Regions from separate parts of the Ctenopharyngodon idella genome. Here region 2 is linked to region 1. A link is a contact called in public Hi-C data. All regions are on one chromosome and are shown on one strand. The core of a region is the stretch at or near the end of the contact, and the rest is flanking DNA. Distances in the headings are between cores, read along the strand shown. Region 1 holds the start of gria2b (glutamate receptor, ionotropic, AMPA 2b). Region 2 holds the start of mrpl18 (mitochondrial ribosomal protein L18).

What was found. Hi-C and Micro-C count contacts between places; a contact is called where the count stands out from the background.
Region 2: a Hi-C map of muscle shows a contact between it and region 1, with 2.4 times the contacts expected there. The contact joins the promoter of mrpl18 here to the promoter of gria2b in region 1. A contact is called at or near these places in 2 of 2 Hi-C or Micro-C datasets (both in muscle).

Annotation. Positions count from the first base shown.
Region 1 is chr14:7,447,246-7,453,158 of HZGC01, reverse strand. It overlaps gria2b (glutamate receptor, ionotropic, AMPA 2b), which reads left to right and starts at 2,778. Exons shown (of 16, transcript XM_051860478.1): 1 at 2,778-3,028; 2 at 3,127-3,267. The coding sequence starts at 2,944.
Region 2 is chr14:7,582,648-7,588,446 of HZGC01, reverse strand. mrpl18 (mitochondrial ribosomal protein L18) reads right to left here and starts at 1,899. Exons shown (of 4, transcript XM_051860203.1): 1 at 1,638-1,899; 2 at 1,112-1,280; 3 at 739-973; 4 at 463-626. The coding sequence starts at 1,734. The coding sequence ends at 555.

The DNA of each region.
Region 1 (5,913 bases), core at 1,529-4,028:
GCTGTTAACAAGCAGAATCAATGAAGAAGAGAGAAACACAAGCCCTGCATCCCAATGTGCATACTATCCACCCTATCCGCCCTAAATAGTATTGGATATTACTGATGTCACATACTATTTAGGATGAATAGAATGCACATTGAGACACAGGCACGAACTACAGCTGACTTCAGCCACAGTCTTAGATGAAATCACCTGAAGATAAAAGACATTATATCTCTCAAGATATCGGCAGAGGAGCATTATCTTTTCTTCAGTGATTCTGCTTGTTAACAGCAGGTGTTCATCACTAATGCTCATTCATCACTTAATTAATCGCTTAATTATCTCATTAACTTTAACTCTGCTTCAGTGTTACTTCAACACTATTTAGAGAGGGACCGTATGTACTCCGAGCAGAGTTGATTTAACTCTGGTGATTTTGCTGTGTACCATGCACTACTAATAGTCTTCAAGAAACAGCTAGTTTTATGGCTGGAAGTAATCAAAACCACTACAATTGATGTCAGGTGGGGGAATTAGCATGGTGTTTGATCTGGAAGTTGATTGGTTTAGCAAGTTATTAATGGTATACTCTAAGGGGCTGATCACTTTATCAAACCAGGTATTTCACTAATTAATTTAATTTTAATAAACCCCACAGTTTACAGAGATTCAGCATATTATATTATAATGTCTTTCCATGCAGACAGATTTTCCAGGGAATTTTAGTTATACTGATTGAAGTTAAAATATGCTTGTGAAGTGATTAGAAGTTACTGTACATGAGTCTAAATAGATTAAACGTGGTTAAAAACCCCTCTTGGGTTATGGTTATCCTCACCTTTCTTTAGATAAACACATTGTCATTTTTTCATCATGAAATATTTAATTTTCCATTTATCACTTCAGTGAGCACAGTTTTAATATTTGCAATTTAACTCTGAAAGACCTTGTAGCCTAGGATCTTGTTATAGCAACTCATGCAGTATGGAGCATGGGCCGAGGGGAATGAAACTGGGACAGTGGTTGGGGAGCTGTAAGAGGATGATTAAGGTGTTGCTTGTGGTCTGCACTAAAAGGAGGGGGAGAAAACCGAACAGTTTCCAAAATTCAATCAGATATCTGTGAGCAGTATTAGGAGATTCATTGCCATTATATATTCAGCAATGAAAGCAGATTTCATCAGAGACTGGGGTTTAGTGTGCTGTGATGTACACTGCAAAACTATGGCTTGAAGTGTTGTGGGACAGAGGTACAAACTATAGGGTTATTAGTTGTATTAAATGTCATGCAAACTGATCCACACACATACATATACATATGGGTGCACAAATAGTGTGAAAAATGACTGGTCTCACAGGAGGTTCTTCAAAGCTGTGCAATGCAAAATGTTTATGAAATTTTAATTACTTTGTTTCAATATAGACATGGATATCCAGAGGAATAAAGAAGTGGCTATATGTTCAGCTCATCAAATCAGGTCACTTTTCATGTCATTTGTTTTGTGGAGGCGAGAGGGACCTGTCCATGGTCCTGAATGCAATGCAACTTCTATACATTAGAGATTTGGCCAGTATAAAGTCCAGTATTCTAGTACATGGTAGAGAGTGGGGTGAATGTTGGGAATGACTCAAGGGCGCACAGATCCAATTTTTAATTTTATGGGGCTCACAACAATTATTAATTTTATTTTGAAAAAGCAAGAGGCCCAGAATGCCTAGCTACAGCCCTCCTTACATACACTGCAGTAATAACATGGAGATTATTCTCTATATTTAGCCTTATATGAATGGTAAAACTCGTTTCATTTAGTGCTTTTTGTATGACTATAAAATATTCATTCATTTACGATCGCCTGTTCTCATTGAGTGAGTCATCACACTTTAAAAGGAGAAATGGACCAGAATATCTATCATACAAAGAAGCCCCTTTATAATTTTAATCTTGGATACATGAAAGTCCATTTTCAACTGATATTAAACTTTCTTTCTCTCTTTTACATATATTTTTGTTGGGCTTAAAATAATAATACAAAAAAGACTACGCGGTTTAACTGTCCAGAGTTTGTAAAAAAATAAAAAATAAATAAGTAATAAAATGCTGGAAATGTAGTTTGGCACACTCTTTTATTATTATTTCTTTGAGTAGTAGTGAAGCAATTTTGTTTAAACATGTTATTAATATTTGAAAAACTTTTGTCAGCCAAATCAAAGTCAGTGTGGTGTAACAAACATGAGGGAAGCCATTTTGTTGTCATGAGACTACATTAAAACAAAACAGGTAAGACCCATTTAGACCCTCCTGTTTGTGTGGCAAGATTTTTTTTTTTTTTTTTAACCTTATTTGGAAAAAGCACATACTTCATGACTCAGTAATATCCTTGAAAAATATGTTTGAAAACTTTTTCGAAAATGTGTTCAAGTAGCCTATTCAAACCTGTATTCAAGGTGCAAGGACGGTACTTTAGTATTTTTATTCGCTATGATGGTTAAACCACCTATTTATTCTAATTCAAATTGTTTATAATTGGTTTAAAGGTTTTTCAAAAATGTATGAAAGCAACATAAACACAAAAATTAAGAATTTGGCACGTGTGTTTTAGATCCATTTATCATTGTCCCTAGTTAATACGTGTCTTCTTCGTTATCATTCGTCGCCAGTTAGCCTACCGTGTATATGCAGTGTTCCTGTATGTTAGTGAAGGTATGAACTCATAGGAAGGCGCGCGAATAGAGGGAGGAGGGAGAGAGAGAGCGGGAGAGAGAGAGAGAGAGAGAGAGATAAATCTGCATTATTCCTCCAGAAACGGGACTGAGGCAGGAGTCAGCGATAGAGGAACCACCTGCAGACAGCAGCCGCTCTCATTCGCCAGCAACGCCTCAATATGTTACGGATTTGATTAAACACTGTGTAAACGACAAATACTTCCTTCATACAGTGGGTAAACACACTGTCGTGGAGATGCAACAGTTTAAGAATTTATCGATTTGTCTCATTTCCCTTTTATGTGGGTTGTCAACTGGAGGGTCTCCAAGTGTTCAAATTGGTACGTTTAATATGGGCTTCATTTTTGTTAAATTAACGTTTTTAATTCATGTGAACTGTATGATTTTTTTTAAACATATTTTGGTGTGTGTCGTGCAGGGGGCTTGTTTCCGAGGGGAGCTGATCAGGAATACAGCGCGTTTCGGATCGGAATGGTTCAGTTCGGAACTGCTGAATTTAGACTGACGCCTCACATCGACAATCTGGAAGTAGCTAACAGTTTCGCTGTAACTAACTGCTGTAAGTTATGTCTTTTTATTTTTTATACAGATAAATGCGATTGTATAGTTTTCACAGCTGTTCGTTTTTATACATTTTGTCAATTTAAATGAATAGTTTGTATGCTGAAGTTTCAGTGTAGCTACTGGTAGGAATTTGTGTAGCCTATAGCAGGATGTGAAGTTGGTTTCCACAGTAACGGAGATGAGCACGAGCTCTCATAATCAAAAGCATCTTAACCATTCTATTGTCTTCGGTAAAGAAAGCGTCATAAATACTATAGTTTTTGTTATTAGAATCAAGCTTTTGACGTTATTAAGAATATTTTTTTTATATCTAAAAATAATTATTTAGAAAAAGATATAGGATATTATTTATTCATGTCGAATTCGATTCGGATTTGGACAGTTTCACAATTTTGAAACGGATTATGGCTTTTCACCTATGGCCTCTTTTTTTTTTTTTTGGTCATTTTTGACCAAAATATAGATTTAACTACTCGTACACACCTTTCTCTATGTTTGGCTTCAATGGGATAGTAGGCTTTTAAGGGATGCTAAAACACCAATGGCATTTTTCTAATAACCTGTAGTTGTTTTGCAAAAGTAGGGATGAATGGAGATGCAAATTTGGTCAATATTGACTACCCCAATCACATATTTGTTATAAACTGCATGAGATATTATGAAATGCAAAAGTGATTCATTTATTACATTTTGTACGCATTTTGCCCAAGATATGTTCCAAAGCTCTTTAACATTTATTGTTAATCAGATTGTGTTATTCAATGAATATTCATTTGGGGGAGTATCCATTTATCGGAATTAAATACCCGCTTAACACAGGAGGTTCATAATGCAGACAAAATGTATATCGTTAAATATCCAGACATTTGAAACTATGGCACAATATTTTATTTTATTTTTATTTTGTGGTCTGTCAGAATATAGGCTATACGGTTGATCTGCATTCACATATTTGCTGTTTTAACTTAAGTAGCCTGTTGAGCTAGAAATGGTCAAAATTGTAAAAAGAAGATGCATGAGAAACCTGCGTTAGATTTAATCAGGACAGAACTTTATGAGATGATGAATAAATGAAGCCTTTATTAAGTGGATCACTTATATTCAAGGATTTCATTAAGTATTCAGTGGGCTGTTGCTAAGCAATACTTCAAAAATGATTCTTGTTGAAGAAAGTCTCTTCAAGAGGTTCAGTTAGAACATTTATAGAACAATTATTTTTCTCAAAAAGACAAACATATCTAAATCATTTGCTGAATTTTCTCATAACAACCTTATGAGAGCATTCTATTCTATGACGGTTACAAATGTTTTACTTCATTTGCAGTGCATATTTATTGAAAAACATAGTTTAGCACTCAATTTCTTTCCCAAGATGACTGTTGTCGGTTAACAATAGGTCTTTCAGGCGTCGTTCCTTTTATTTCTCGAACATAAAAACCCTCTAGATGGCACTATGCATTTACAGGCACTGCTTTATCGTTTTCCATCTTTCCCATAGAGTTTAGTGTGTCCTTAAAAAAGCAGCTGGGGAGAATGTGTTCATCAGTCGTATTTAATCTGGACCACACTATATATATCATTTAGACTTGCTTTCTATGTGTATGTAGAGCAGTCATGGTGTGCTTTACTTAAAATGAAGCATGTGAAGAACACAGTCGATGTTATGATCCGTAATGCAGCACAGGTTTTTGGTCTCTGGTATATGGAAGACTTCATGGGTCTTGTTGGTTGGAAAACATTTACTCTCTAAACCTGACATTTGTTCTGTGTTGTTGGTTAGGCATGAGTCAGAATGTTCTTGTTACTAAGTATGACAACTCTAGAACAGATACTGCGAATGGCTTAGTGTTAAATGGCTGTTGTAATGAGACAAACTGCAAGATATGCCACCTTGGTATGAGATGCAGTTAATGAGACTCTTCTTCTTTGAAGCCATATAGCTTTTGGCAAGATGCTGTGTATTATTAGCTTTTATCCTCAGATGTGAATCAACCCACTCACAATATAACCTGAAAGGCATTGATGGCACTCGTACTATCATGTAAATACTGTTGTTTGTCACATCCCAACTTCAAATCGATTCAAATTGACCACTGAGAAATATGTTCTCAGAAAGTGTTGGAGTAACATATTTTCTGTTGCTTTACGGTAAAGGGTGTTAAAATTAAAGGTAGGTTAAGAGTTAGCTGTAACGATAATGTTATATATATGGCAGGTTCTGATTTGAACATGATTGCTTGCTCACTTCACTGAACAAACTAAAAAATTCAAAATGGGAATGAACTAGACTGAATGATAAAACACCCTAGCTTTTAAACATAAAAGCTTTATGTTTGCACAGGGCTTCAAAATCTAATTTAGTGGATTTATGATTCATATTTATATGCATATATTTGAGTCAAGTAAGCAGATCTGTGCTGGTCAGCTTTCCTTAGGCCTTCCATCTATCTGGAAGATATATCTGGAGCGTGTTTGCTGACATTACACAAAATATGACACAGATCAGTTGTAGATAAACACATTTAAAAAGTCCTCTGCCACTTGACATTTCTTGAAGTTTAATGGGAAGAAAACTGTATCTTCATCTCATTATATTGTACACAGTGCTGGGTAGCAAATGATTACATGCAATCTAGATTAT
Region 2 (5,799 bases), core at 650-3,149, 140 kb before region 1:
CATGATCCTTCAGAAATCATTCTAATATGAAGATTTGCTGCTCAAGAAACATCAATGTTGAAAACAGTTGTGCTGATTAATATTTTTGAGGAAATCATGATTTTATGATGAATAAAAAAGTGTAGATGAATTTGTCTTATTATAAGTGGCTTCAATTTAGATCAGTTTAATTCTTGCTAACTAAAAAAAAAAAGTGTTTCTTTATAAGAAAATCTTGCTGACGTCAAATTTTGCATAGTAGTGTACACAAATGACACTACCAAACAGTTTGTCATTCTTTCTCTCGCCTCGCTTTGAAAAAAAAACTTTAAAATGTATTTATAAGGTTCTTAAAATGATACAATTTTTCACAATTTCACTTTTGAGTCAAACTGAAAACTAATTTATCGATTCATATCCCAACAGTCTAGTTGCATCTTTTGGTTTGAGCACCTTTCTGTAATCGACTCAATAAATACACAGTTTGAAAGATGAGAATATTTATATTTACAGACAAAGTCACTATTCAGGATAGTAGTAATAATACCAACAATAGAAAAAAAAAATCCTGCTATTTAAATGAATTTTCGCCTTGGTTCACTAAGCACAACACCACCCTCCTTCATGGCCGTCCAGAAAGTCTGATTCTGCAGTGGAAGAAATGGCATGAATTAGTCTATGCACTTACATCAATACTTGGCCATCAATCTATATAATATCTGAAGACTCTAAAAAGCTGAAATGCATTCAGTGACTCACGGCCTCCGAGCGAAACTTCCACGGTATCTCTCGATAAACAACCCGTGTGATGCCTGCTTCACGACACCGCTGAGCAAGCACCTCACCTACGGCACGGCAAGCCGCTACAGACCGTGTGGAGCACAGCTCGCGCTTTAATGCCCACTCCTTCGTGGAGCAAGACAGCACAGGAACTATTGAGTCACTTGAGAACACCTCAGCTGTGATGTGATGCTGTGTGCGCCTGAACACCAGCCTGAGGAAGGAAAGGCATAAGTTCAATAAACATGTACAGGAAGGTGCTATTAGGATGCTGTTAGTAGGGCTGTGCTCAGCAAAACTTTATTGTAAATGTTTTTCTATTCCTTTAAACTACTTTACTATGCTTACAAACCTGTGATAATACTGTCTAGAGGGCCACACTGTAGCCCAGCCTCGATCCTTCACTGCAAGGGCCATCTGTTCCAGGTTTCTTGGGTTTCGGTTAACAAATGTTTTATTGATGGCTTCATTATCACTAACCACTGGTTCTGGCTCAGGTGCCGCCTGACTGTATTTCCGAGCTGGTGGAAAGAGACCCATAATAAACGTTATTATTATTATTTAAAAAAAAAAAAAAAAAAAAAAAAAAAAAAAAACTACTGATCCCTTGAGAGGATCCAGCCATTTGATATTGCTTTCCCCCCTTCTATTTCTAAGTCAATCAAATATGTGATACAGAAGGTCAAACTTTTGATCCAAAATGGGGTGTTCTGAGAAACACACACACACACACACACACACACACACACACAACTCCTTTTTGAGAGCAGATTGTGCATCTCCAAATTTACTGCCATTCTGTCGGTTGTATAATATAGTTTACACAAAAAAAGAGAGTAAAATTATTATTTGAAGTGTCTAGTTATATAGTTACTTACATGATTGACAATGAATCCACGCCGCTGCAGCCGCAGATCTCTGACATTGACCTAACAGAGTGCGAACACTACGGCAGACATCACTGAACAAAGCCATTTGACAGCTGAAAAAAAAAAAAACCCACCTTCAATTCTGGTGACAAATTATAGTTGTTTCTGTTCAAACGGATATAGCATGACCCTTCGTTTTTTATTAAAAGAATTTGACCACTTTCTAGTGCGCAGCCATTTTGATGTCACACGAAAAATGTTCCGCGTTTCCGGGGAAAACGTTGGGCTTCACTTGGGTTCCGCTTAGAAATCTTTAAATGAATGAAAATAATGACGAAAACATTGTTTTTAATTATTTTATATAAGAAGGAAAGTTAATGTATTATAATGAATCGTTCTTTAGTGTCCTAAACCACAATTTATTTAAAATGTTAGATATTCCGATATTATCATACTGTCCACGAGATGGCACTAGTACCCTTCATCCTGGAAAAGAAACCTTCATCCGACGTCTACCGTGCTATCATGGTTTTTTGGTCATGTATTATGGTAATGTCATGGTATTCTTGTTTTGAAGCACTGGTTGGCTGTGCTTATGTTAAATATACATGTTAAATAAGTGTCATGTCTTTTGTCAATGTCATGTCAAGTCGAGGGTTAGTAGGCTAATATTCACACGTCTGCTCATTTAATAAATAATAAAATATTCCTATATTCATTCATTTTGATTATTAATAAATTTGTGATGAACCGTGTGAATCAACATACTCTTACACCTGTTTGATTTAAAGCATGTCTCATAGTTCAATTGAAACAGTATTTTTTCGCTCTCAATCTCCAGAGCTTCTTATAGCCCACTCCTACATTTTCAGGCAGTGGTGGGCTCACCCCTGGACATTAAGGGATTTTCTGCATGGCTTGCCATTTTAATTTGGCCAATTTGTTTGTGCTGCACTTTTAGCATGCTGTAAAGAGGCTGTGCCCCTAGATAAAATAAATGGCTCTCTTGCCAATTGAACAAGAATGCTCCTGTAACCCAAATTCTTGCTCTCAGCAAGAGCTACTAATGTTGAGCACTTTACCCATATTTTCCTTGAGACCATTAGAAACCTTTTTGGAGAGGGGTATTCGCAGGTGTGCAAATTATGACATTACACTCTCATTTTAAATTAACCCCCCCACCTTTGAAAAAAAAATGTTTAATTAAAATGCATTCCCTTTTCATACTCCAATAGAGATTGTTATTGAAAGAATATAGCCTACCTCTGTCCCATTTAAATTCAACCTACAGGAATATACAACCGAAAGGACCAAAGACAAATCACTTTACTACTGTATTCGAAGCAAAATAAGATAGAACTCACACTATTGCAATAATGTTGAGAGCCTCAAGTGGAAATAAAAGAATAGAATGAAACATTCCTGCATTCCAGGTCAATAACTTGGACGTGATGTGTGTATATGTATCCATATCCAGAAGGCTACTCATTCACACAAGCACAAACCTTGTCTGCTACCTGCTCCACTGCTTCATATTGACAGAACTAAAACTGAAAATCAATGGACTCATTAGTTACAAAAATGTCAAGGTTGGTGCAGGAAAGGAAAGATTATTGAATACAAAAGAAAACTTTCTTTCATGTGCTTTTTGAGCAAAATTGAAAGCAACACGACACATTATATATACGGCTTCATTTATCAAAATAGTAAAAACAATCTATTGTGAACTATTATTACAGTTTAAACACATTCAGCAGTCTGCAGTGTCACGTGATCCTTCACAAATCATTCTAATATGATTATAAGAAAGCATTTATTTGAACTAAAAATGTTTTGTAATAACGGAAAAGGCTTTACTGTCATATTTAATCGATTTACTTTAAAGGATTAGTCCACTTTCAAATAAAAAATTCCTGATAATTTACTCACCCCCATGTCATCCAAGATGTCCATGTCCTTCTTTCTTCAGTCGAAAACAAATTAAGGTTTTTGATGAAAACATTCCAGGATTTTTCTTCTTATAGTGGACTTCAATGGCCTCCAAACGTTTGAAGGTCAAAATTACAGTTTCAGTGCAGCTTCAAAGGGCTTTAAACGATACCAGACGAGGAATAAGGGTCTTATCTAGCGAAACGGTCGGTCATTTTATAAAAAAAATAAAAATAAAAATGTATATGCTTTATAGGCACAAATGATCGTATCACAAGAGCTTCCACCAGAACGCGATTCCGTATTCTTCAAAAAGCTTACGCTAAATGTCCTACACCTTCCCTATTCAACTTACGGAAAAAACGGAACTGGCGCCGCGTTCGTTCCGTAAGTTGAATGGGGAAGGCGTAGGACATTTAGCGTAAGCTTTTTGAAGAATACGGAATCGTGTTCTGGTGGAAGCTCTTGTGATACGATAATTTGTGTTTATAAAGCATATACATTTTCATTTTTTTAAGAAAATAGTTTCGCTAGATAAGACCCTTATTCCTCGTCTGGTATCGTTTAAAGCCCTTTGAAGCTGCACTGAAACTGTAATTTTGACCTTCAACCGTTTGGAGAGACCACTGAAGTCCACTATAAGGAGAATAATCCTGGAATGTTTTCATCAAAAACCTTAATTTCTTTTCGACTGAAGAAAGAAGGATACAGACATCTTGGATGACATGGGGGTGAGTAAATTATCAGGAAATTTTTATTTGAAAATGGACTATTCCTTTAACTTTCAAAACCCATTCACTCCCCTGTCCCTGTACAAAAAGACATTTTATTGGAAATAAGCATGTAAAAACATCTGAACTTCCACATTTTTTTTTTTTGTTAGATGAATGCATCAACATGACCATCCACGTCAATGATGATGATCAGAAAACTGGCTTGCTCAGTCACTGTGACATACAAAAACAAGTGACGTTTTTGTCACCACTGTGGGGGAAAAAAAAACAAAAATAAAATGTGATATGTATGATATAACCCCTTTAAATAGATACATTTAGATAACACAAGCTAAACTGCTCGGCGTTCTCTGCGACTCCTGTCACACATTCATATAGATGCACTGACACATTTTTATGTGAACTCCAGAGGTCATTTGTGACAACTACATGTCTGATTATTTCAAACACTTCACCACTCATCTTCATCACCTTTCTTCTTCATCATGATGAGCACTCTCTGGCTCTCTCAAACTGACTGACAGTCTCCCTATGATAACACATGCCTATCTTGATATAAATCAACTTCAGTCAGTATAAGGAAGAATAAAAAAATAGCAGTTATTCACAACAAGGCCACTTACCACACTTGCAAGTGCAATCAGTGTGCCTTAAATGCCATTCATTATACATGATTAACATATTCAAATTTGCGGTGAACCAAGGTCTTAATGTTTTTTTGTTGAAGTGTTCAGCATTTCATGTTTACAGTGAAAGAACGAGTGAGACCGAGGAGAGACTTGAGTAGGCTGCTGCAAAACAGAAGTAACACTTGTCTGGAATGTGTTGGAGATGTGTTGCTATGCAACAGGGATTCCACAATGGTTACCCAGACATGGTTTGACTGTGTAGATGATGGTGTGGGTGAAGAAAAAAAGTGACACAGCCTCCCACATCACCACACACACCTCAGCTTTGTTTGAAATGTCAGAGCGCACACCTACACACACAAAACACGGAGTCACTTCAGGAAAAATGTGATTCATATTCTGCTTACAACTGAAAACATGATGTTTTAAAAAATGGAGGTTAACTGCATTTTCACCCATCAACAACATGCACATACAAATACACTCATACAATGTTTCATACAAAGGCCCTATCGTAAGAATGTGGATAATAAATCTAGAAGTGTTCAGTGATCAATAACAACCCTTAAAAGACCCAATTTAACTGAATCTTGTGAACATTCCAGCAACGCCCCCGAGATCAATAAATGAACAATAAAGCACAGTTTTGCCCATGTCCTCTAAGCGGCAGTATGTCTCACTGAGTGCCTTAGAGTTATAATATTTTCATTCATTTAAGGTCTAGACCACCTGTTTGACGATTTCTTTCTCATGTTTGAACAAAGCTGTGATGTTTTCCTCACACTATTTAAGTTTAGAAACTTAAATATAGAAAGCTGCTACAAATAAGATTTAGGGACAGAGATTTCCTCTTCTAGAAAGCAGTTAGAATTTAGATGC